Regions from separate parts of the Sus scrofa genome. Here region 1 is linked to region 2. A link is a contact called in public HiChIP or PLAC-seq data. All regions are on one chromosome and are shown on one strand. Each heading gives the region's core, a stretch centred on a gene start, on an enhancer-like site or on the middle of the called end of the contact. The rest is flanking DNA. Distances are from core to core; before and after follow the strand shown.

The links. HiChIP or PLAC-seq counts read pairs in DNA pulled down with a chosen protein or histone mark.
Region 1: an H3K27ac HiChIP or PLAC-seq map of alveolar macrophages shows a contact between it and region 2. The contact joins two enhancer-like sites. A contact is called at or near these places in 1 of 5 promoter capture datasets (liver) and 1 of 2 datasets of contacts at active chromatin or transcription factors (alveolar macrophages).

The regions. Positions count from the first base shown.
Region 1 is chr2:73,078,049-73,083,327 of Sscrofa11.1, forward strand. The region is part of intron 1 of RANBP3 (ran-binding protein 3); the gene reads left to right. Among named protein-coding and RNA genes, the nearest start is that of RANBP3, 18 kb to the left of the region's middle. Within about 2 kb of position 3,738, at least 16 of the 83 cell types and tissues checked have an H3K27ac peak or open chromatin away from gene starts, as enhancers often do. A contact at or near this core is called in alveolar macrophages, where this site is marked.
Region 2 is chr2:72,788,798-72,793,582 of Sscrofa11.1, forward strand. MLLT1 (protein ENL) reads left to right here. Exons shown (of 11, transcript XM_021083993.1): 2 at 1,640-1,820. Among named protein-coding and RNA genes, the nearest start is that of MLLT1, 10 kb to the left of the region's middle. Within about 2 kb of position 2,079, at least 3 of the 83 cell types and tissues checked have an H3K27ac peak or open chromatin away from gene starts, as enhancers often do. A contact at or near this core is called in alveolar macrophages, where this site is marked.

The DNA of each region.
Region 1 (5,279 bases), core at 2,488-4,987, 290 kb after region 2:
TCTGTTTTTCTTTCTCAAGATCACTTTAGCTATTCGGGGTCTTGTGTTTCTGTACAGAAGTTTAAATTTTTTGTTCTGATTTTGATAATTTTTTTAATAAAAATTTTTTTTTTTAACAGTTACGCCTGTGTCATATGGAAATTCCCTAGCCAGGTCTAATTGGAGCTGCAGTTGTAGTTGGTGCCACAGACACAGCAACACTGGATCCAAGCTGCATCTGCTCTGCAGCTTGTGGCAACAGCAGGTCCTTAACCTACTGAGATGCCAGGGATCGCACCTGGATCCTCAATGATAGGTCCTTAACCTGCTGAGCCACAGTAGGAACTCCCACTATTGGGAATTTGATAGGGATTGCATTGAATATGAAGATTGGCTAGTATAGTCATTTTGACAGTATTGATTCTCCCACTCCAAGAACATGATAATATCTTTCCATCTGTTTGTGTCATCTTCAGTTTCTTTCAGTAGCATCTTAACAGTTTTCAGAGTACAAGTCTTTTGCCTCCTTAGGTAGGTTTATTCCTAGGTATTTTATTCTTTCTGATAGGGTGGTAAATGGAATTGTTTCCTTATTTTCTCTTTCTGATCTTTCGTTGCTAGTGTATAGAAATGCAACAGATTTCTGTATGTTAATTTTGTATCCAGCGACTTTACTTAATTCATGGATGAGCTCTAGTAGTTTTCTAGTAATAGCATCTTTGGGATTTTCTATGTATAGTATCATGTCATCTGCAAACAGTGACAGTGTTACTTCTTTTTTCCATTTTGGATTCTTTTTATTTCTTTTTCTTCTCTGATTGCTGTGGCTAGGACTTCCATAACTGTTGAATAAAAGTGGTGAGAGTGGCCATCTTTGTCTTACTCCTGATCCTAGAGGAAATGCTTTTAGCTTTTCACTGTGGTGTATGATGTTGACTGTGGGTTTATCATATGTGGCTTTTATTATATTGGGGTAGGTTTCCTCTGTGCCCAGTTTCTGGAGAGTTTTTTGTTTGTTTGTTTGTTTTAAGGGTCACTTTCATGGCAAGTGGAAATTCCCAGGCCAGGGGTTGAATCGGAGCTGCAGCTGCCAGCCCACACCACAGCCACTGCCACTGCCACAGCAACGTGGGATCCGCACTGCATCTGCAGCCTCCACCACAGCTCGTGGCAACACCAGATCCTTTAACCCACTGAGTGAAGCCAGGGATCGAACCTGAGTCCTTATGGATACTAGTTGGGTTCATTACCACTGAGCCATAATGGGAACTCCTGCAGAGTTTTTATCATAAATGGATGTTGAAGTAGTTTATGCTTTAGGAGAAGGGCCTGCCACCTTGGGAATCCCTTTCTTACCCAGAGACCTCTGTACCCTACAAGGAGAATGGTCTGTGGCCCCTTGGGTCAGGAGGCAGCCTGCATCTCAAGGACTCCCAACTTCTTTGAAGCCATCTTGATTCATTTGCTCAAGAAAGAAAGTACCTGAATGTGATTGGTGCTTACCTTCCAGGAGCCTCTATGCTGGGCCCATGCAGGTGTGAATGGACCAAGGAGGGGATGCATTTCACTCCTGTTGCCCTGGGCTGAGGTGTTTCCTATCTGTCTTTAAGGGTCTGGAGCCCGATTGTGCCCACCCTGACCATTTTTCTTCAGTGCTGCCTCATTCCTCCCACTCCTGGCCACCTGACTAAATGCCACTCATCCTTCTGCTTAAGTGACACTTCCTTTAAGAAGCCCTCCCTGATCCACTCCTCCTTTGCAGCCTCACCATGTTGGGTGCCCCAGCTCTGTGTTCTGAGTCTCTTCTCCACGTCACCTGAGTCTGATGTCAGCTCCTGGCAGACAGGGGACATACCTCTCCATGTCACCACCACACCCAAAAGCCAGCATGATGCCTGGCGCACAGTGGACACCCAGATGTGTGGAGCCACAGAAAGTTGCAGTTGTCAAATGGATGTTATTATTGAATCTGTGAAAGAGCAAGAGGTGCATCTGCGGAAGTGGTTCCCAAGCTCAGCAAGGTGGACCCTGACAGTCACAGCCACGTCATCAGTGCTTCTGGGAGCAGGGCTCCGAAGAGGATGGGTTAGAAAGTGTGTATGGCAGGGCCCACACATCTGGGAGGGGTATGGAACAAAAGCAGAGATCTGCAGCTTTTGCATCTAGGCTTACCTGCCTGTGCTTATCAGCAGAACTGCAAAGATTACATCCAGGATGCAGGCTAAGCTGCCCCATTTTACATCCAAACTGCAAGGTCAGGTGGAGGGTGGCAGGGGAGAGGAGGGAGAGCCTTTGCTCTGGGCTGGGATGTCATCAGGGGCTACTCAGTTCAGCTTCTGGCCAGGTCTTTCCCCTTCCCCACCCCCGCCCCCATGCTCTTTCCCTGGGGACTGGGGAAGCAGGGTACTTTCCCTGGCTGGAGTAGCAGTTGGGCTCCAACAGAGTGCCACTTGGGGCACAGGAGCTGAGGAGGGGCATGTGGAGGATGCTGGGGGGAGAGGGGTTGGGATCAAGCAGTTGCCAGCTTAGACTTGGCATCAGTGCCTTGGAAAGCCAAGGTGAGGCCAAAGCACCCAATGCATCCCAGAAGCGCCTGGGCCGCCCAGAGGCAGGAGTGTTATTTGAGGTGACTCGGGGTTCTGAATCTCACCCACTTCACACAACAGTGTTGGCCGCAGTTGGCCACAGATCTCAGTTGTCTCTGGGTTTTCCTGGAAAGGGGGTGTTCCCTGGTCAGATAACTCTGAGGAACTTTTGGTGAAACAGGTTTCTTTACCATTGTTTTCCTTAACCTTTCTTATGTTGATGAGTCTTGTCCATGCTCCAGGCAGCCTGCTTTTTTACAAACTAATTTGATCAGAGAGCGTTTCACAGAACCAAAAAATAGAAAAACACCTGGTGGACAGAGTCTGTATCAAACAAGTACATATATTTGGTTAACATATTAATATTTTGGGTCTTTCCGGTAGCCTAGGTCTCTCCACAAATCTCTAGTGGTGGTTTTCCCTTCAGTCATGAAAGAAAAGCTGGGCCAGAAGCCTCCTTGCTTCTGTCCTATGTTCCCCAAACTTGAGTTTTCAGTTACATAAATGATGCTGGTAATTCAGTGACAACCAGGAGCAGTGGTGACATGGGAAGATTTTAAAAAAAGAAGTGCTTACTTAAATGTGGGGCAGTTCTTGCATGGAACAGGGTGCATGTGTGTTGTCACCGTGGAATCAGTGCTGACTTAGAAGTTACGGACTTTGGGCCCTCTTGGCGTTGAGCAGAAACAAAACTTGCGTGGCTCTGGTGCTTTGTGTCTTTGATAGAGAACTGACTGAAGTTCATGACCACCAAGCCTTGCCCTCCTCGGGGGTCTCTTTGGCTCTCCGAGTGGGCTGCTAGGGCCCAAGCCTCCTGGCCCCAGCCTGTGTGACACACAGCATTTCGCTCCCTCTGTAACTGCTTGTTGAGCAGGTATTACACTTGAGACTGTTTGGCTCTGACAAGACAGAGGTGAACCCAACAGAGGCCCCGTTCCTCTGGAGCTTTCCCGGGGTGGACATTGCTGGTGAGCAAATAAACACATCACATAGACTCCCCCCCCACCCACACACACACAGCTCCCAGACTTCGCAGTGCCTGGCCAGGTTGGCACACATAGCCCCTCCCTTTTCATCAGATGTTTTACTCTAAAGTTTTTTGCCCTCAGCTTCCTGTTCCCCATTTTCCCATGGTGCCTTGCACAGAATAAGGGCTTAGAAAATATTTCTGTGATTGCATAGCAGCTGTTGTTACACATGTGAGGAAGTACAGAGGGGGTTTAGTTCAAACATTTATCGGACGGTTCCTGGATGGCACGCGGGAACTGTGTCTGTGGTCTCTCAGCCTCCCTGACAGGTAGCCTCAGTATAACCCGTGCTGGGTACAAGCCAGAGCTCGCTTCATTAAGGAGCACATTTCAAACTGGGAGCCTCCTTAAGGAGGTGGTGTCTGTGCCTGGGTGTGTGTTGACCACAGAAGAGCAAGTGAGAATGTCTTCTAGGTGGAGGAACTAAGCCAGGCAAAAGCCTAGAAGCATGACAGAAGCGAGGGGCGTGCCGGGGACAGGGACACTTCAGTGCCACAGTCATGGTCAGCGGCGGGGTAGCCTTTGAAGGGCCTTTGCCCCTAGTCTGGGAGGCCCTTGCCAAGTTTTGAGCATAAGTTTCACAGCAGTGTTCTGGCCGCTCTGTGGAGGCCACCCTTAAGGGGGTGAGAGTAGAGGCAGAGAAGGAAGGGAGCTCTCAACTATGACTGTGGTGGCAGCAGGTGGTTGAGGAGCAGGAGCCCGGAGTTAATGAGGGCGGATCTGCTTTTGGAGCTCAGACCGCAGTGTGTTCTCCATGGCTTCCCTCTGCCGCCCCCCTACCCCGCCCCATGCAGCATGCCCAGTTGCAGTACAGGGTTGTCCTTCCAGCAGAGGGGACCTCTCCCAGCTTATGCCTGGACCATGCTGGGTGGGACCTTCGCACCACAGACAGCCGCCTGCTCAAACTAATTCCCATCCTGTCCTGTCCCACGGGCTCACAGGCAGCCCCTCCTGTGCCTGCCTGCACATCAGCCAACACAGTCCCAGCAACAGGAAGCTCTTCCTCTGCCATCCAAATGGTTCTCTCTCCATTCTAGTCCTTACAGTCTGGCTGTTGTTTTCTGCAGTGCCCCCTCCTCTTACTTATCTCCCCACCAGATACTTGAATCCCTGCAGGGTGCCAAATACTGCTCTCAAACTGTGGAACATGGAGGGGACAAGGCACTCTCCAGGCTCATGGAGTTGATAGCTTAGTAGGGGGAACACACCACAAACCCCTAAATACATAGCATATCAGGTGAGGATATCTGCTGTGACAAGAAAGAAAGTCAGGGTCAAACAGGGTTTGGCGTGTGTTTAAGTCTATGGCAGCTAAACCTCACCTCTCAGAGAGGCCAGAGGCTGTTAAAGACTAGGAACAGGAGTTCCCTTATGGCTTCACAGGTTAAAGGACCCTGCTGTTGTGCAGGTTCAGTCCCTGGCCCAGGAACTTCCACCTGCCACCGGTGTGGTCAAAAAAAAAATAAAAGACTAGGGGCAGAAATCAAGCTCAGACTGGCTTAAACAAAAATCCGCATTTGCTGGCTTAACTGAAAAGTCAGAGTCAGGTGAGGGCTTAGCTTTGGGCCTCCAGGGTTCCATTTCCTTCTCTATCTTCAGCTCCGCTTTCTGCTGGATTGGCTGCACTCTGTGCCCCTTGTGGTGACATCCCTTCCACAGTGGCTCTGGCGAAAGTCCTGGACCCAAG
Region 2 (4,785 bases), core at 829-3,328:
CACTTGGCCTCTGCCTTCTATGTAACATTCTTGGTTTGGATACTAGGTGTCGGGCTATGTCTGTGCAAAGTCTAGGGAGAATTTTATGGACCAGGGTGGATGTGGACAGTAGGTCCCTGTGGGTGGTTTTGGCTAGCATCACTGGTGGGAGGACTTTTAAGTGTCTTGGCTGCTTGTTTGGTGGGATGGGGCTTGTGTGAGTGACCTCACATCTCAAGGGAGCGGCAGACACGTGCCTGAGGAAGGAAACTGGGCCATGGGGGTTGCGGGTCCACCTGCACCTGTCCCCAGTTGGCTTCACACCTGCCCCCCATTCTCACTGTGAACCATCATTCTGTTTTTAAAATAAAGCCAGCATTGTGCAGGTGACTCAGGTGACCCCAGGGGACTCTTCTCCAGGAAGCATTCTGTGGGACAACAGAAAATGAAAACACTGTAATCAAAGACCGGGGTGGGTTGGCCGGCGTGGCAGGATGGCAGAGTGGCTAAGGGGTGAATCTTCCTACGGCCGAGCCACCTCACATGTGCCACTTAGCTCACTCTGGAGCCTTAGTTTCCTCAGTCATAGAACAAGGTACAGCCCACCCTCCGTATCTGTGGGTTCCCTGTCCACAGGGAAATTGAAAATATTTGGGAAAAAAAATTCCAGAAAGTCCCAAAAAGCAGCACTTGAATTTGTCATGCCCCAGCAACTATTTCCATAGCACTTATGAGTATCTGCAACTATTTTCCTAGCGCTTACGTTGTACAAGGTATTAGAAGTAATCTAGAGGTTGGAGTTCCTGTCCTGGCTCAGTGGTTAATGAATCTGACTAGGAACCACGAGGTTGCGGGTTCGATCCCTGGCCTTACTCAGTGGGTTAAGGATGCGGCGTTGCCGTGAGCTGTGGTGTAGGGCGCAGAAGCGACTTGGATCCTGCTTTGCTGTGGTGTAGGCTGGTGGCTACAGCTCCAATTAGATCTCTAGCCTGGGAACCTCCATGTGGCGCGGGTGCGGCCCTAGAAAAGGCAAAAAGACCAAAAAAAAAAAAAAAAAAGGGACCTAGAGGGGCTTTAAAGCATGCGGGAAGGTGTATGTGGTTCTGTGTAAGCACTGTGCCGTTTTATGGTGCCGTTTTATGTAAGAGACTTGAGCAGCCATGGATGTTAGTGTCCTTGGATCCTGGAACCAAAGGGCGGCATAATTGCACCACAGTCACACTTTCATATTCCAGGAGAGCTTGCTGAGGATTGCTGCTCCAGACAGGGAGCCATTCCCATGAGCCACTGTAGAGCACGTGGGACAAACCATTAGCAAGAGGATCTCTGATAGTGGAGAATGCTGAGAAAGAGCGCCATGGGGGTGGGGTGGGGTGGGTGCTTTCAGATGGGGTGGTGACAGAAGGCTTCCCTGAGGCAGTCAAGGCTCGACCTCAGTGACGGGAAGGAGTGGGCCATGGGCGGTGGAGGAGAGCATCCAAGGCAGAGGGAGCTGCAGGAGCCCAGCCCCTGGGGCAGGGTAGGGAGGAGACTCGGGGACCCCCGTGAGCTTGCTGGGGAGAAGAGACGTGGAAAGCCAGTCCATAGGCCTGGTCCGTGAGCCTGCAGCCCTTACTTGGGGCTCTGCACTGACCCCGTGCCTGCCTTTCTCTCTGTCCAGTGCACTGTCCAGGTCAAGTTAGAGCTGGGACACCGCGCCCAATTGCGCAAGAAGCCCACCACGGAGGGGTTCACGCACGACTGGATGGTGTTCGTCCGCGGCCCCGAGCAGTGCGATATCCAGCACTTCGTGGAGAAGGTGGTCTTCCGGCTGCACGACAGCTTCCCCAAGCCCAAGCGCGGTGAGTGCCCCAGGCCTGGCCCACACCCGGCCCTTCCCTCTCCCTTCCCTGTGAGATGCCGGCCTGCACCCTGGGGTATGCGGTGAGAGCTTGCGGGCCCTGCTCTGACCCTGCAAAGGGCCTCTGCCCTCCCTTCTGCTTCCCCTTCAGCCGTGGGCCTCATCATAGGGAAATCCTGGTGGAGCTGATGACTGTGTCTTGTGTCATTACCTAGACTCAGCCCCTGAGGAGCATCCAGAGGAGGGAGCCTGTGGTTGTGGGTGGGAGGGGCAACTTAATGCCCACCCCTGAGTAAGCAGGAAATCGCTTCCTGGGCCCATGTTTGATGAGACATGCCATTCCAAGAACCACCACGTGTGGGGCAAAAAGCAGAAAAGGCACTCACCTCGCTGCTGCCTTCCCTCCTGGCCTCACCCCTCAGCCTGCCGTCTATGAAGCACCAGGTTACCTGCAGCCTGGTGTCTGATGGGGCGAGACGAGAACTCGCTGGTGTGAGTGTGTGGGAGTAGAGGACGCTTCTCAGGGAATTTGATGGGGACTTTGGAGTGAAGTTGGAGGCTGTCTTGTGAGCCCTGTGGGACCAGGGCCCTGCCTGCTGGTTGCCCCCATGTGAAGCCGGGCATGTCACAGGGGTCCATGATATATTTCTTGAATGGATGTGTTGATAAAGCAGGGAAGGGCTTATTCCTGGAAAAGGGCTTCAGGGCTGGGAGAGCCACTGCCAGGCTACCAACCCCTTCACCCGTCCAGGCGGACAGGGACGGGGCCAAGTCATGAGAGAATGTGCACGGCCTGTGGTCCAAGCAGGAGCCCATCCCAGGACCCACTGGGGGCCTGTGCCAGTACGGGTCTTCCTGTCTAGTGGGGAAATGACCTAAGTTACAGAAATAGAAACTTCTGGCTCAGCAGGGAAGGCCACTGTTTTTTGGCTTGTGGAAGTTCCTGGGCCAAGAATTGAACCTGTGCCATAGCAGCAACCCGAGCCACTGCAGTGACAATAGCAGATCATTATCCCGCTATACCATCCTCCTTTCTAAGCGCTGCATTTTGCAGCATCTGTCCTTGTGACTTCGAATGAGGGAGCTGGCCTACCTTCAGTTCTCCACAGAAGGCTCCCTCACCCTTTGGGGCCCTCCGGCTGCCAGTCTGACTCGTAGTTTCTTTGCTCAGTTCACCTGTACAGCTTTGTCTTCTTAGCCTTTTTCTGTTTTCTCTCCTTAGCACCATCTTCCGACGTTGTATACATTACTTACTTATCTCGTCCATCTCGCCCTCCCCCGAAGTGAGGGATTTGTGTCTAGTGGTAGAGTTTACGCTGTGTCCCGGGTGCTGAAAGGCTAGAGTAGGTGCTTGCTGAATCCTTGTCTAGTGAATGAATGGATTCTTCAGCACCGTCAACTTTGGCCAAGGTCTCCTGACTGTCCACTTAGAAAGAGAAAGGCAGGAGCACCCCGTCTTTACTCGAACCTTACACCCCTCCTTCTGGGAGCTACACTTGACATTGTAAAGGTTGTTCTGCTCCAGGCCTGGAGATTAAGCCTAGAAGCTGGCAGCTGGCAAAGGGCACTGACTGTATTGACTGTTTCCACTCTTGGCCCAGTTGGGATCCTCTCTGAACTCTGGGCCACTCCAGGAAGAAGGCTCAAGGTCATGTCAGGGTCATATGGGCTCTTTATCTCAACCTTGGTTGAAGTTTGGCCCTGTTTACTTGGCTGCATGTTTGGCCCTTGGCTTTGTGAACACCCTTTGCTTCTCCTCCCACCCTTTCGTCATTTGTCTTCATCAAAGATGCTTCGTCTTTCCTCCATCCTCTGCAACACCTCGTTTATTCAGTGGAGTTTTTTCCCCCTTTGGATGTTTCATTCTGGTCTCTTCCACCCCTGATCAGAACTGGCTCCTCTCGAGGCTGCCTCTTTAGCCATCAGTCTGGGACTTTACTTTTCTCCTGGGGGGATTTACTGTCTTCTTACCCTATGTTTTGGTTTATCTTCCTGTTTTACTGGAGTCGTTCCTCAAGAAGTATCCCAAGAGATTAATTACTGAAGCAATTTCCTCAGAAAGGCGTGTGGGGAATAAACTCTGACTCCTGGTGTGTTTGAAGTATCATTCTTCTCTTCCCACACTTGAGGGGAAGGTTAGTTGGATATGGTGTCCTAGTTTGAGAATTACTCTCACTTAGAGCTTTGAAAGTGTTTCTTCACTCTCTTCTGGAAAGTCTGATTCTACTGGGTTCTCGTTCTGTTGTGGGTGGCCTGTCTTAGAATTATCCCCCGCCTCCCCCAGAAGGATTTAGATGTTTTAATGACATTGTTTCTGGGGTCTTTTTTGTTTGTTTCTTTATCATATTGGACATTGAGTGTCCTTTGTTTCAGCGTCAGACAGTTTTCTTCCATTTCTTGGGCAGTTTCTTTCCATCTGATTTCTGTTTTCTCTTTCTTAGGTTGTTCATTACATAACTTCTCTATGCTTTACTGTTTTCATCTGTAAAATGAGAACAAATTGCATCTGTTTCATAAGGTCGTTAGGAGGATTAAGTGAGTTAAATGTATAAAGTGCTGAGAATACTGCCTGGCGCATAGTAGGTGCTTTATAGATAGTAGCTACTGTTGACATTTATTAACCTGCTGATTTTTTTTTTGCATCTCTCACCCTTTTATTTTTTTCCTTTTTTAAAATTATAGTTGATTTACAATGTTCTGTCAATTTCTGCTGTACATCATCACCTTTTATTTTTTTATTTTTTATTTCTTTGTGTTTTGATTTTTCAGGGCAGTACCTGCGGCACATGGAAGCTCTCAGGTTAGGGGTTGACTCGGAGCTACAGCTGCTGGCCTACCCCACAGCCACAGCAACTCGGGATCCAAGCCACTTCTGTGACCTACACCATAGCTCATGGCAACGCTGGATCCTTAACCCACTGAGCAAGGCCAGGAAACAAACCTACATCCTCATGGATACTAGTTGT